Regions from separate parts of the Rattus norvegicus genome. Here region 1 is linked to region 2. Evidence: chromatin contacts called from public Hi-C data. All regions are on one chromosome and are shown on one strand. Each heading gives the region's core, a stretch centred on a gene start, on an enhancer-like site or on the middle of the called end of the contact. The rest is flanking DNA. Distances are from core to core; before and after follow the strand shown. Region 1 holds the start of Rbis (ribosomal biogenesis factor). Region 2 overlaps Car13 (carbonic anhydrase 13).

What was found. A called contact is a pair of places that touch in the nucleus more often than the background predicts.
Region 1: a contact with region 2 is called in a Hi-C map of the A7r5 cell line, with 4 times the contacts expected there. The contact joins the promoter of Rbis here to the enhancer-like site in region 2. A contact is called at or near these places in 3 of 12 Hi-C or Micro-C datasets (the A7r5 cell line, the Rat2 cell line and Schwann cells).

What each region holds. Positions count from the first base shown.
Region 1 is chr2:88,710,481-88,714,692 of GRCr8, reverse strand. Rbis (ribosomal biogenesis factor) reads right to left here and starts at 2,134. Exons shown (of 4, transcript NM_001109179.1): 1 at 2,081-2,134; 2 at 485-601. The coding sequence starts at 598.
Region 2 is chr2:88,649,592-88,653,665 of GRCr8, reverse strand. It overlaps Car13 (carbonic anhydrase 13), which reads left to right. Exons shown (of 7, transcript NM_001134993.1): 7 at 2,766-4,023. The coding sequence ends at 2,885. Among named protein-coding and RNA genes, the nearest start is that of Car13, 29 kb to the left of the region's middle. Within about 2 kb of position 1,300, at least 7 of the 93 cell types and tissues checked have an H3K27ac peak or open chromatin away from gene starts, as enhancers often do. A contact at or near this core is called in the A7r5 cell line, where this site is marked.

The sequences.
Region 1 (4,212 bases), core at 885-3,384, 60 kb before region 2:
GCAGGCTCTGAATGGGCGTTCCTTCTGCCTCTGTTCTAAACTCTGCCTCCCTATTCCCTCCCAAGGGTATTCTTCTTCCCCTTTTAAAGAAGGAGTAAAGCATCTGCATTTTGGTCATCCTTCTTTCATGTGTTCTGTGTATCTAGGGTAATTCCAGCATTTGGGCTAATATCCACTTATCAATGAATGCATACCATGTGTGTTTTTCTGTGATTGGGTTACCTCACTCAGGATGATATTTTCCAGTTCTATCCATTTGCCTATGAATTTCATAAAGTCATTGTTTTTGATAGCTGAATAATATTCCATTGTGTAGATATACCACACTAAATTTGTATTTTAAAAAGGAGGCTATTTACCTTAATATTTTTAAAAAGTCTTGCCTAGTAAGAAAGGCTACGAACTTCTGGGTTAAGTAACAAAATGCCATTGCTAGTTTACATTTTGCTTGTAAACAATCACATCAGAATGCTTAAATACTCACCTTCTTAAGATTAGTAGTAACTGGTTTTGCCTTGTTTTTAGCCTTCAAAGGTTTGTGGCTGGCTATATGAAATACATTCCTGGACTTCTGCCCTTTTAGTTTGTTCTTGGCCATTGTCTAGAAAAAGAAAGGGGTTCAGTTAAACTGCTTATATTTTGAACCACAAGTCAATTTAAAATTTTAAAGTCCATCTTAGTTCTGATTATTTTAAAAGTTGTTACAAACATCCTGTCTTTCACTCCTAGACATTTTGCCAGGTTTTCAGATATGAGGCACACATATCTCAAACGTTCCTGCATCCCTAGCACCAGGTCTGAGACTCCTAGTCCTTGATTGAACTTGATATCGATCACACACACACAAGCAAGCTTTTGTGTTAAAGACCATTATCCCCATCTTACAAATTTAAAAAGCGATGCAAAAATTTAAAGCCATACAAGTTAGACTAGAGGTCATTATGTTATATTGCCTCTCTCATGAACAAAAAACTGCTAATTTTCTGCTTTTGTGATTAGATCTTAAACAAAATCATGCCAGGCAACTTAAGTCCATTATCTTCACTTCCAGTGTATGGTTTTGGCTGCTTTTCTGCTGCAACTCTGGCCCACAAACTGTTTATTTAGCTTTCTCTTTACTAAAAGATTCCCTAGTTTTTGCACATGTCAACTACACACAGTGGCAACTTTTATTAAGTATGAAATTGTAAAGAAATTAAAAACATCAATGGTTGTCATAACGTACACAGGGCAATATGCCTTGGTCTATTATGTCCTTGGTACTCTTGACTCTGGCCTGAAATCTGCCATATCTTCCCTTCCCATTTTGCTCAGACTATATCTTGGCTGCACACACAAGGAATATGCATATACAATGACTATACAATGCCATGCATGACAGGTAACCTAGCATGTTTTATGATTTAATTAAACTATGCATATACAATATGCATATATATCCCCATATATACAATATATATATACATTTTATATATTTTATGTATATAGAAACAACTCACTTTTGAGCTCTAACAGTAATTATATTTTTCTGCTTAGAAATAAACAGTAGAAAAATACATTACAGGAGTAAAAAGAAATAACTAAAAAGCCATTCAACCTATGTTATCTAACACCTCCCCCCACCCCCGTCTACCCTGTCATCCAGTATTCACTAATTATTTACTAAGCCTGAAGTAATAAAGAATGGGTGTGTAAGTACACACAACCAGATTTTACATGCAGAAAGATTATCAACATGACGCGTACAAAGTTAATAATGTTACAGACTCGAATGACGAGCGACGCTAGTAAATGGAAACACAGAAAGGTTCCAGAAAATCAACAGCCTAACTGAAGCCAGGTTCAGGGAAAACAGTCTGCTACTTTAAAATTCTGATGAAGGCACACCCTGCCAAGGGGTGGCCGCAAGGTTTCGGGCCTGGGCACCCAGGTAGTTCCATCGCCCACGAGAAGTCGATAGAGAACTAAAAGTTGGGAGAACAGAGCCTTCGGAGCAGTCGCAGCCAGTAGTCCCACCACTCTCTGCCTGGGCCCCAAACATTTCACCATAGCGCTCCGAAAAACCCCATTAGCTGCTCACCAAAGTTCACGAGACTGCACGTTCACAGTGATGCCATCCACAAGCTCAAGACACAGGAAGTTCCGGGAAGAGGAGCCAATCAAGTGAGCTCTTTCCAGCCGTAATCCCACCTACCGCAGGGCCCCCGGAGCTGGGTCACGCCCCCAGTTCTTTCAGCCCCGCCCTTCACAATAGGTCCTCAGAGCGGAGCCCCGCCTTTTCGCCTTGGCCCCGCCCACTCTGAAGGAGCCGTCCTCAAAGGGGAGGAGGAATCAACTCAGCGGAGATTCGCTTACTAGCGCCCCCTCGATGTTTTCCACAGGTTTAAGCTGGTACTTGGGAAGAAGCCTCCCACATGTTCCACCCACCGCCTCGCTTGCATCTAGCGCCTTTGACCAAGTGGTCGTCGTTTGACCCACGAAAGGCGAGAAAGACTCTCGCCAAAGCCTTCTCACCAGAGAAGTCTGACCTTCCGGCCTCAGATGCTTGGTGTCACCTGTCCAAGCCGCGGGTCCTGCGGTGTCCAGGAGGTGGCGCTACGACCGCGGGCGGCGTTCATACACTAAAGAAAAAGTTCACATCCTTTTCACCTTATTCCAAGAAACTTTCCTACAGCACATCAGATGTACATAAATCATTCATAATAGAGTGTGTTTGTGTTTGCATACATATGCAAAATAAAGAACGTTTGAGACAATTCGGACGAAGCCCCCTTCACCTTTGCAACTCTGCACATTTCCGTTAGGGTGTTTCAGAAAAATCTATAAACATTTTCCAAGAGGTTATTCAGGTAGCTGTTTCCACATGTTTCTACTTATTTCGTAGACATCACAGGGAAACAAGTTTTAAATAAATGAAGTGTTCTCATTTATATGTAATCTTGTATCTTAGAAGCATTCTTCCTGCTGTTTGCTCCATACCAAAGTAATGCAATCATACTACCCACTTCTGCAAGCAAGGTCCCACTGAGGCCAGGGCTTAAGCCACTTCCAGCAGTCCACCACAACTGGCATCTTCTCAAGTCCTGCTTCCACTAAATCAGTCCTTCATCTCCTTATAGAAAGGTCAACTTTTAAAATGAATCATATACTTGTCACAGAATAAATTCTGGAAGGAAATGTAATTTCTTGTTAACACACATTTTGTTTTCTTTTGAAAGGTCCACTCCAGTTGAAGGGGTTTGCAACCTCATAGGAAGAACATCATCAACCAACCAGATCCCCCAGAGTTTCCAAGGCACTAAACCACTAACCAAAGAGTACACATGGAGAGACCCATATCTCCAGCCACATATGTAGCAGAGAACGGTATTGTCTGGCATCAATAAAATAGAAGCCTTTGGTCCTGTGAAGGTTAGTTCCCCAGTGTAGGGGAATGCCAGGGTGTTGAGGTGGGAGTGGGTGGGTGGGAGTAGCAACATCTTCATAAAAACAGGGGGAGTTGGGAGGGGGAAAGGGGATAACTTTTGAAATGTGAATACATAAAATATCCAATAAAAATTTTAAAAAAGAAAGGTCCACTCCTTTTCCCTCCCCAGGGGTGTTGTTCTTTGCTTTGGTTTTCAAGACTGAGTATCTCTGTGTAGTCCTGGCTGTCCTCCAGCTATCTCTGTATACCAAGCTGGCCTTCAACTCACAGAGATCCACCTATCTCTGCCTTCCTATTGCTGGGGGGAAGTTCTAAAACATAGTAATAATAAATACCTATGAATCTCATGTCATATGCCCTTGGATTAGATCCCCTTACCCCAAGCAAGGCAAAAAATGAACGTACAAGTCTACCTTGTAAGGGTGTCAAAGTGATGCCACAAGTAACCAAACCTATAGAAAAACATTAAATTATTTGCAAAACCAGAGGTACAAATACTGATGCAAATGAGAGGGCCATAATTACATTCCTTAAATGTGAAGTTATTGACATGTTTGTAGAAAACAAAGCAATTGCATATGAAAAGTATGCCATTATACTCTTAAAATCTGTAGACTGTAACTTTTACTTTAAAATGGTGACATAAGGCTACATATACCAAGGACAAAACACAGTTGTACAGGTAAAAAGAGAGGCATTATACAAGGCAAGGAGACATCAGTTTCTGGGTTCACTTCTATCAGCTAATAAGGCAAACTAGAAAAAAGTTAATTTCCCCCTGCCTC
Region 2 (4,074 bases), core at 51-2,550:
CAAATGTTCACTGATAATACAGATTTTGGGGTGTGTCAAACAGAGCCCTGGATCTGGGCCAGGTTGCTAACAGAGCTAGTCAATGTTCAGGCTTTCACTTATTTGCACCACCAGAGTGAACTCTCCAGCACTGCTAACACTAGGCCACCTAATGCTGCCATTGGTGAAAGGCAGCTCACCTGCTCTCATGCCCTTGGCACCAGGCCACCTGCATCCATTTCTCCAGAGCCAGCTCCATTGTACTGCCCAGTCAAGGAGCCGGTACCACTCTCCTGAATGCTATAGTGGCCTTTCCTGCTCTCATGTTCTCAGGTCCACTCTCCTGACTATTGCAGGTGGTGAGGGATAAGAAAGGGGAGGGCATTATCCCATACCCATGCCACCAGATGGCAGATGAAGAGTAGTAGCAGGGCCAGCTCTCCGAGCTTTCATGCTCAGGGCTGGCTCACCTGCACCCACACTACCAGGCTCATCTCTGCCATGCAGTGCAGTGCAGTACAGCTGGTGAGGGGCAGGACTGGATCTCCTGAGCTCACGATCCTTTGGGTAGCTTTGCCTACTGCCTGAGGTGGTGGTGGTGGACAGGGGGATATCACCTATTTGCCTGTGCCATATTATGGCAGAAGAGTAGCAGGGTCAGCTATCCTACACTTAGGATTGTCTACCCACGCCCCCCACTCCCAGGGCCAGTTCCACTGTGCTGCCTGGGTGAGGTGGAGGGCCCACTTTCCTGAGTGTTGCCTCCTGTGAGAAATGGAGCCAGTTCTTCAGAGCATAGCATACAATGAGGGGCAGGGTCAGTCATGTAGCCACTAGGAGTCTAGTGGACTCATGCCCCTTAGTAGCAAGTCAGGCTGGGACCTCACCATGGCCCCAGATGGCAGGGCTGGCCCTCACAGCAGGCTACTCCTCTCTGCCCTTGCGTCTCCACTTTTATCTCTCTCCACAATGCTCAAGTTGCTCCACTTCTCTTTCTTTCTCATCTGACCACCACATACTTGCGCATTGTAGTCATTTGGGGGATTAAATTAAATAACGTGGCATAAAGCACTTAAGCACAAAGTCTGGATCTCTGTGTTCCAGGAAAGAACTTAATTTTATTATTACCCAACTTTGGCTGGCAGTAGAGAGTTCTTAAAGATGACTGAGACAAGGGTGACAAAAAATTACTTAGAGAACTTTGGGAAAAAGGATTTTGTCTTGCTGGGGTTGCTCTTTAAGGAAATGAAGATCTTAGTAGTTGGGCCCAGGAAACCAGCAAAGCAAGTCACACTTCCCTCAGCCTGCAGGCTACACTGAGAAGAACCTGCCAAGAAGGGATGGGTGCTGAGTCAGCCTTTTTGAAAAGGGGGCAAGTTTTCTGCTTGAATCAGCCTGTGCCTACGTGTGGGGATAAGATATCTGAGCCAGCCAGGAAGGTCATGAAGCCAAAAGAAACTAACCTCAGCAGGGCTTGGCATGTCCTACCTGGCTAGGCAGGCGATGGGGAGAGTGCTAAGGCTTAGGGCTCTTGGCAAATGTGCAAGGTGGTAGAGGAAAGTTCTACAGCAAGATGCAGTTCTGCACGGATGAGAACAAAGGGATACAAGGTGGGGATTGATGACAAACTTCTGAGAATTGAATTTGTGTGGTGTGTGGTGTGTGTGTGTGTGTGTGTGTGTGTGTGTGTGTGTGTGTGTATTGTGGTCTTTTTAGCAATCAGTGACATCCCTGGGGAGGCATGTTGTCCTGGGAGGTGCATAGATCATTATCTTGGAATTGAACTGCATTCCCCTTGACTGGAATCATGACCAGGGTTACTTTAGCCTGTTTCTGTGGATTTCACCAGGAACTCTTTCTCATAAGTCTTATCTGTTTCAAACTAGAAGGTTCTACTCTAGGGAGAATGACTATTCATAAGTTGTGATCATTTGTCCTCTCGTTCCCGTTTCTGGGCTCTTTAAGAAGACATGACAGCATCTCATTTGCACAAGCACAGATCAGATGCTGCATTCACAGGCCGTGGTTGTAAGCTACTGTGTTAATGGTGAGAGCCGCTTTCTCCTCTGCCACTCTCTTGTCTGATACCGTACAGGAAAGGAAGAAGGGTGGAAGCCTACCTGATGTGGCCTGAGGTTAGGGGACTATCTCAGCCTAACAGTTTACTAATTTGTCTTCATCAAAACAATGCAAAATCAAAAGAAATAACAAACCTTGTTCTAATATGCAGTATATATATATTTTTTCAGGGAATTTATCCAGTCTTTATCACTGTGGACTTTTGATAAATCTTATTTAACAATCCTGAATTTCCTCACATGACTGGAGTTTTAGAGCTTTGCAGCAATTACAAGTAGTGCGTAAAGTTATATTTATTGATATACAAAGATACTTATAGTATGTATTACATAGAATAAGGAGGTTTAAAAGATGATGTATATTTGAGGACATTTTTGTAATAAAATGTCAGATGTATGTTGTAGAGAGGGGAAAATACAGAAAACCGTTCTGCAAATCCCGGTTTGTACTGTTTAGAGCACAACCTACAATTTCAACTTTGGTCCTCAAGTGAAGAATATTTATATATGTAATTTTGGATTCATTGTTATTTATATAGCAAAGAGAATCTAAAAGAACAATGCTTTATGATCTGTGACCTATTACATTGCCTTATTTTTTAGCTGCTGGAAGACTAAAGACTAAAACTCTTCTATCTTTTCCACATAGTTCATAAAGATCTGTGTGATATTCTGTGGTAAAATTAATTCTGCTCTAATTTTCAACAGTTGGCCAGATTCCGAAGCCTCTTGTGCACAGCTGAGGGCGAGAGTGCGGCTTTCCTGTTAAGCAATCACCGTCCGCCACAGCCCCTGAAGGGCCGCAGAGTGAGAGCATCTTTCTATTAGCACTGACCAGTGGATCAGCACAACCAGAACAGGAAGGGAGCAAACACAATGGAGCTGAGACATTCCTATTAATGGCTTTTTGAGAATTTCATGTTTGTGGATTCCACTTGCCCAGCAGCTTTGGCACCACAGAGAAAACCAGAGGTCTGAAATAACTTAGCTCATCACTCCTAGATTTGCCCTAATGGATGTCCAATTGCTAAATATTGGATGTATATTAATGTCATGAAGTACACTGTTTCAGCCCTTCTGACAGTAATGTCAGCCTTCCAAACCTCAGACTGTACTAAACTTTGCTGTGGGCTTTGGCTGAACATTCTAAAGAGCGTTTGATAAAAACTTTAAATTTACTCTGAAATGGTATTATTCTTAAACAAGCAGTTCTTACAGTTTTAATATTTTTCGCATGAATCAAGAGTATATATTTCCTTTAATACATTTTCTCAGATTCTCATTTTATGTACTGTAATATAGCATACGACACAAAACATACAGGGATAAGGATAGAATAATGTGACTACTCCTGTGACTAAAATAACCTACAGTTTTAGTGAAGAATTCCTCAGGCTAAGAACATCTATTTAAGGCATTATTCCGTCTAATACATTCACTCGAGAATGTTAGTGACCACCAGGGTGATAACTGACAATGTGTCTGGCTCATGGCATTAACATGATTCAGACCAGCAGTTTACACAATACCACTGCAGCAGAACAGCCCTGAGCTGGTGAACAGGTTCCCACATTTGCCCTGGGTGCTATCCTATATCTGTTGTTTTTTCTATCACCAGTGAAAACAATGAGCCCAGTCTTGCATAAATGCCTACACCATTCAGTGCATTTTCTAGGAAGAACTTATGATTTTATAAGATGCCATTTGGTACTAACTTCAGACTATTCTCTCTGGAGTGTCGCACACCATGTTCCTTTTGTGTTTTCATTATGAGGTGATTCCATCATTAACTCAATAACCACACTTAAGACTTGAATATTTGTTATACTTTTGCTATTTTGTGAAACTGTGTTCCTGAGTTTCTTAAGTTTAATAATTTGTTTCAGATTTCTCTCATCTTGTAAATGTAAAGTTAATTACTGAGATTTTTCTTCATATTCTTCTCAGTAGAATAATTTTATTTTGAGTAAATTGTACAATGATGATGTCTACTGTCATATAAGATGAGAGGCCAAAG